2 separate regions of the Bombyx mori genome follow, and region 2 is linked to region 1. The links are chromatin contacts, called in public Hi-C maps. All regions are on one chromosome and are shown on one strand. Each heading gives the region's core, a stretch centred on a gene start, on an enhancer-like site or on the middle of the called end of the contact. The rest is flanking DNA. Distances are from core to core; before and after follow the strand shown.

What was found. Hi-C and Micro-C count contacts between places; a contact is called where the count stands out from the background.
Region 2: a Hi-C map of middle silk gland shows a contact between it and region 1, with 2.1 times the contacts expected there. The contact joins two enhancer-like sites. A contact is called at or near these places in 3 of 7 Hi-C or Micro-C datasets (middle silk gland, posterior silk gland and whole pupa).

Annotation. Positions count from the first base shown.
Region 1 is chr17:11,044,546-11,047,707 of ASM3026992v2, reverse strand. The region is part of intron 1 of LOC101743856 (extracellular serine/threonine protein CG31145); the gene reads left to right. Among protein-coding and RNA genes, the nearest start is that of LOC101743856, 63 kb to the left of the region's middle. Within about 2 kb of position 1,282, at least 7 of the 8 cell types and tissues checked have open chromatin away from gene starts, as enhancers often do.
Region 2 is chr17:11,098,510-11,101,379 of ASM3026992v2, reverse strand. The region is part of intron 1 of LOC101743856 (extracellular serine/threonine protein CG31145); the gene reads left to right. Among protein-coding and RNA genes, the nearest start is that of LOC101743856, 8.9 kb to the left of the region's middle. Within about 2 kb of position 1,484, at least 3 of the 8 cell types and tissues checked have open chromatin away from gene starts, as enhancers often do.

The sequences.
Region 1 (3,162 bases), core at 33-2,532:
TCTGACTTATTAAAGTTTGCACATTTTAAAAGTAACCGAAGCCCATTACAACGTGAATTGAACTTTCGTATTGAGAGTTAAGGGGCAACGCTCAATTGTATTATATTTTAATTACTATTAATAATTAGGCTTACTATTAATAATTAGGCTTTTTTTGGATTTCGTATTTAATTTATTATTATGTTCGGCCGTCGTGAGAGCCGTTCGTGAATATTTACGCGCTAGGTACATACTACGTACTTTCTTAGAAAAATTAGTACGGACATGCTCGCCCCGTTCAGTACAATATAAGTCCGGCGTCTTTTCCTCTAGGCTAGAACAACTTTGCACTTTTTTTTTTATTGCCCTTGTAGGCAGCATACGGCCCACCTGATGATGAGTGGTCACCGTCGCCCAGGGACTTCAGCAATGCCAGGGGCAGAGCCAAGCCACTGCCTACCGCTTAATACTCTCCACAAGCCTCTTTTGAAGAAGAACATGTCATAGCGCTCGAGAAACACCGCGGAGGGTAGCTCATTCCATAGTCGGATGGTACGTGGCAAAAAAGACCTCTGGAAACGAACTGCACTTATGGTTTTGATCATTTAATTAACTTATTAAACTAAGATCTCAAACCATATTGAATTACAAACAGTTGTACGGAATAAACCCATTTGGTAATCTGAAAATAAACTATAAATGGATATGTCGCGGAGGTCATCATCAAGAATAGTAAGTACCTCCTGAAGGTAGAGTTTTCTTCGTTGTATCTCTTGACTGCTGACAGAAGTAACAGTAAGAAAGTACGTCTAGGTGTACATATTCAGGGAGAAATTTCGAAGTAAATTTAACAGTATAACAATTGAAAATACAGCACCATTGGAGTGCCAGGTCATTGATCTTACGTGCCATTATTATACGTTAACTACTTACCGATATGGCGTCATGGTATGCCGCTGACGTTTGTTCGCAACCGAATGAGAACAGTAATTATTGAATAAAAGGTTTTTTTTTCTTTTACACGAAACACTACACTTTCTTTTAAATGTGTTTTCACCTAATTTCCTTGTCGTGACGTCGATAAAGATCGCAATATAAATCGACATCCGTGAAATCAGAGCTTTCTTGACAGATGAAACTGTCAAAGCGATTTCGGCTCTATGATACATTGGTTTAAGATGATATTTGTTTAGTATGTTTTGTGTTTGCTGTTTTTGAATTCGACGCATGACCAGACATGTGGCTAGCCTTATTAACCTGGCACAGTTGTGACAAACAAAACTGTCGCATTATTTCGATGCAACGCACGTACGAATGGCCGATACTTCATTGTTTTGTACTGATCCGTGCGTTTCAAGGTCAAGCATGACCCGAAGACTTTAATAAAACATTAAACTCAGCGGATGGATCTATTGTACTTTATTAAAACAAAACATTAGGTATATTTTCCGGGATAAAGTATAATACTTTATTAAGACTAGCTGACCCAGCACACTTTATAGTGCCTCTATCGATAAATAAAAGACCTAAACTTTTGTATAAAATAAACTTAAAACAAACAAAAGTAATCGGTCCGACGGGGGACACATCAAAGGAAAAACAAAATGGTTATTTTTATTAAATTCCGAACATTTTCCTATTTATGTAGCTTTTAAACCTTCTCTGGACTTCCGCAAATAATTCAAGACCAAAATTAGCCAAATCGGTTCAGCCGTTCTCGAGTTTTAGCGAAACTAACGAACAGTAATTCATTTTTATATATGGAGAAGAAGATTGTCGAATGGCTTCCTTGTCTCGTGAAAGAGGGCGAAGTCAATAAACGTACTCGTATTAATCATTATTATTAATACAATGCACGCTATTCACTTTATCGTGGTCCATGATAACGCTTCAAACGTAAAGGGTGATTGTTAAAATTCTTCGTCTATTAAAATGATTATTTGAATTTCCTAATAAAAAAAGATTATTTTAAGATTTGTTTTTGAGTTCGTATTTTATGCGTTGACGCTTTATTTGCCCAATTAAGTGTTCTCTTCATTGAAGGTTTCTTGCCTTGGACAATAAACGCACGATGGTTGGCGGGCGAGTCGTTCCAACAAATAAGTTTTTTTCTATAATTTTTTTTCAAGGCTATTTCAGCTTAACCTTAGCTAGTAGGTGAGCTCACGGGGCTCAAACCGGAGTGATGTTAACACTGGCTCTAGCAAGAGCAGTGCTTCGCAGAATCTACCACCGGACCGGAAACGCGACCCACTGAGAAGATCCGGCGAGAAACTCAGTGCGCTGTGTCTATGGGTTAATTCGCTCGTCGAACCCTTCGTCGCAAGTGACGGATTCGACGAGGACGGTGACCGGATTTTCTGTTACTATGTACCTACTACACAGTTCTCTATACAGTTTCAAACTGAACTGAGAATATGTGTCGGCTAGTTTTAAAAGATACCATTGAAAGAACTATTAGAAGGAGATTTCATAATCTTACTCATCCTAATATAATAAGTAAAACAATTGTGTAACAAAAAGTAAGATGTCACAATTCACACCGACATAACACATAAGTAATATTCCGTCAAGGTTTATACAACACTAAAAATTTTGACTTTGATGAAGCCTACGCTTCGAGTGGCTTTTGTCAAGTGACCACTAAATACATCTAACAAGTTAACTAGAAATGCCGCATTTGTAGGCAACGGCTTGGCTCTGCCCCTGGCATTGCTGAAGCCCGTGGGCGACGATAACCACTCAACAGGTGGGCCGTATGCTCGTCTGCTTACGAGGGCAATAAAAAATAATAACAATAAGAAGCAACTACAAATTAGATTGAAAATAGTATTAAATAAAAACATTACTTAAGTATTTTTTTACATCTCACGTTCAAAATTTTTGCTAGAGCGTCTACATGAGAACATCTAATGATATCAAAATAATATAATAAAAATTTTGTTATGTGTTATAATATCTACGTAACATATGCTTACAACAGCGGTTTTAGCGGTAAATTGCAGGTTTGGTGGTACACCTTCACCCAAACCCCAAATGTTTAACACCCAAATGTTTGACATGTATAGTCAGAGCATAAAGGGAATAACATAAAAACAAAAACCTATAGAATTTATTGCTCTTCAAAATCAGTGGTACTGCTAGTAGAACGAATAGCTTGCACGTCTGTGTGCAACCAGTATA
Region 2 (2,870 bases), core at 235-2,734, 53 kb before region 1:
TATTTGAAAACAGCACAAACAAAACGCAGTCAATCGTAAGATTTAACTAACATTTTCCATTACTCGTGCAGGAAATAATCTCGCTTTATCGAAAACCTATTCGTTTGGTTTATGAAAAACGGCAATAAAAATGCGGAAAATTTATGTAGTTTATAAGTAGCATTTGTTTCAGCTAAAGCTGTTGTGCAATTGTAGGTTTCATGTTGGACCAAATTTTGTAAATCTATTTAATACTACAGAAAATACTTTTTGGTAGGGACAGGGCTTTTGACATCTCTTTTATCCATAGATGATAGTTACGACTGAATACCAGAACGCTACTCATCTGCATTACATCTTAAAAGTCAACTTAACATGTAAGAAGAACTTTATATAGCCACATAAAAGAACACTGGAATTCAGACTCGAATTAAAATTTCCTATTGAAACATACAGTCGTTTTTTTTTTAAATTAACTATAAGTTTATTTATTTGAATTACTGAAAAATACATAAGATGTTAAGAATAGCAATATCGCGTGTCCTTATCTACAGGATGTATTGTTTTAATTTGATTTTCTTTTTTCTGTTCGTTGTGAACGAAGTCTTACAGTTACAATGGGAGCGCGGTGCTACTGTAAACATTTTGCGGTGTTTATAAACTGTTACATTGCATGGGCTTTCATCTGATTGTTACGATTTTAGGAATTTTCCTTTTATGCAACTTTTAGTTTTGTTTGTTGTTTTAGTTTGGAGTTCTTAGTATTGATGGCGAAGTACCTAACGTTTAGTTCGCGATAAAATTATCAATAGATTTGTAATATTTACGAGAATCTAAAGTGGGGGAGTGCGTAAGGAATTGCAAAGTCAACTCTTTACACTCAACAAAGAGAATATTAATGTGATGTGAATATGTGTTTCTTAGATGGGGAAAAAAATATTAGAGAGAAGATTTAGTAGACTATTAAATCTCGTAAATAATACATCAGCCCACTGCTAGATATAGGCCTCCCTCAAGATTTGCTATAATGACCGGTCCTACGCAGCCAGCATTATGCAGTCTTTATGAACATAAATTACTTAACTTTTATTAATAATTATGCAATTTAAATATGCTAAAAAACGTTATTCCAGAGTGAAGTATTGGTAATCATTTGCCACATAAGATTTCACTATAGCGCGTGGCCAAAATGATCATTGATATCCACTCTGTGCATGAAAGCTGAGGTCCCGGGTGTTTTTGTTTATAAAGAGATGGCGAAATCATCCGAAAACAATTTAAGTTAAACAAAATCTCTTCGTATACCCAAATGTTCCAAACGAGCTCTTTTCTGAAGTCAAATGTTCGATTTAATTAATATTGATCCACATTACGTGAATATAAATAAAACAACCACATGAACAAATCGATTTAGAATAAAATAAAATAAAGAGTGCCCTTGCATTTCCTGTGGCGGCGGTATCAATGGCTGACAGGAAGAGCATATTGTTATATTGTGCAGACCGACATACATTTTATACAATAATACCTCTGTCCGATAGAATTATTGCTAATAAATGTTGCTCATTACTGTGTTACATTTAGAAATAAAACATGAAAAGTGTGTTAAGAAATTAATGGTTTCGAATAAATGGTGAAGCTAATTAGACAGCACGCTTAATGTCGATGAAGCTTGGTAATACTTGACCTAAGATTAGAAAAGCGGAATAGGAATTCTAGGGAACATCAACCAACAAATAAGGCCTACTTATTAATCTCAATTATTATTATGACTAGCTTTTGCCCGCGACTTCGTCCGCGTCCGCGGAATAGTTACTTTGGCATAGCCAGTGAGCCAACCTTAACATATAGACATATGCTGTCGCGAACTTCTTTTTAGATATTTTAAAGGGGAACAATTCTGTCATACACTATTTTAGCGAAACTTTAACCGTTTCCGCAGCGCACGCAGCGGCAGCTCTCAAAAGGGAAAAAAAACAGATTTTGAAACATTATTGGCGCTCTTATCTTAGCGTGATGTTATATAGCCTATAGCCTTCCTCAATAAATGAGCTATCTAACACTGAAAAAATTTTTCAAATCGGACTAGTAGTTCCTGAGATTAGCGCTTTCAAACAAACAATCTCTTCAGCTTTGTAATATTAGTATATATTATAAGTTGTTAAAAACCAGTAGTGAGATATAAAAGTAATCACAACATTCGTAATGTAAAAGGAATTGGAGTAATAAGAAAAATATTAAATTGTAATTTGCCTCTACAGGGTTACCTACACCGTGACGCAATCTCAACCTTTGTATCACGAAAACTTGATCATCATTAACGTGTTCACGTTTAATGACAGTGCATTTTGTGAGTTTGCATATCAAAAGTAATTTTCATGTTCCAATTCCTATCAGAAAATTGTCTTAGGCATAATTAAGGTTCCACCGTCCACTGACGTCGAATGACATACCGCAATGAGGGTAGTCCGCAATTATTGCGTTCATTCGGACCATAAAATTGGAAAGGAAAAAAGTGGCCACACCGGACCGCGTTAATTGAGCCTCTTGAGTTTTCATTGCCGGTTTCAATAAATAGCAGTTCAACACAGCGACCACGCACGATGTTCGTCACGTAATGACGCAGATGTTTAATGTAAAATAAACATTAACCGAATAACTTACTTGTAACATAAAGAAAAATGAAAAAGTCAGTATTATGTGACCGTTGAATGAATTATGTAGATTTTTATTAAATTCATTGACACGTCCATAGATATATGTGTGTTAAATATTATGATTAGAGTATTTAATTTTTCATACAGATTTAATAAAAACTCTTAAATAAAATGTTGTAACAAAATTACTACTATTCTATTGCAATCAACGCGCATTGTAACAAGATCCGTCGT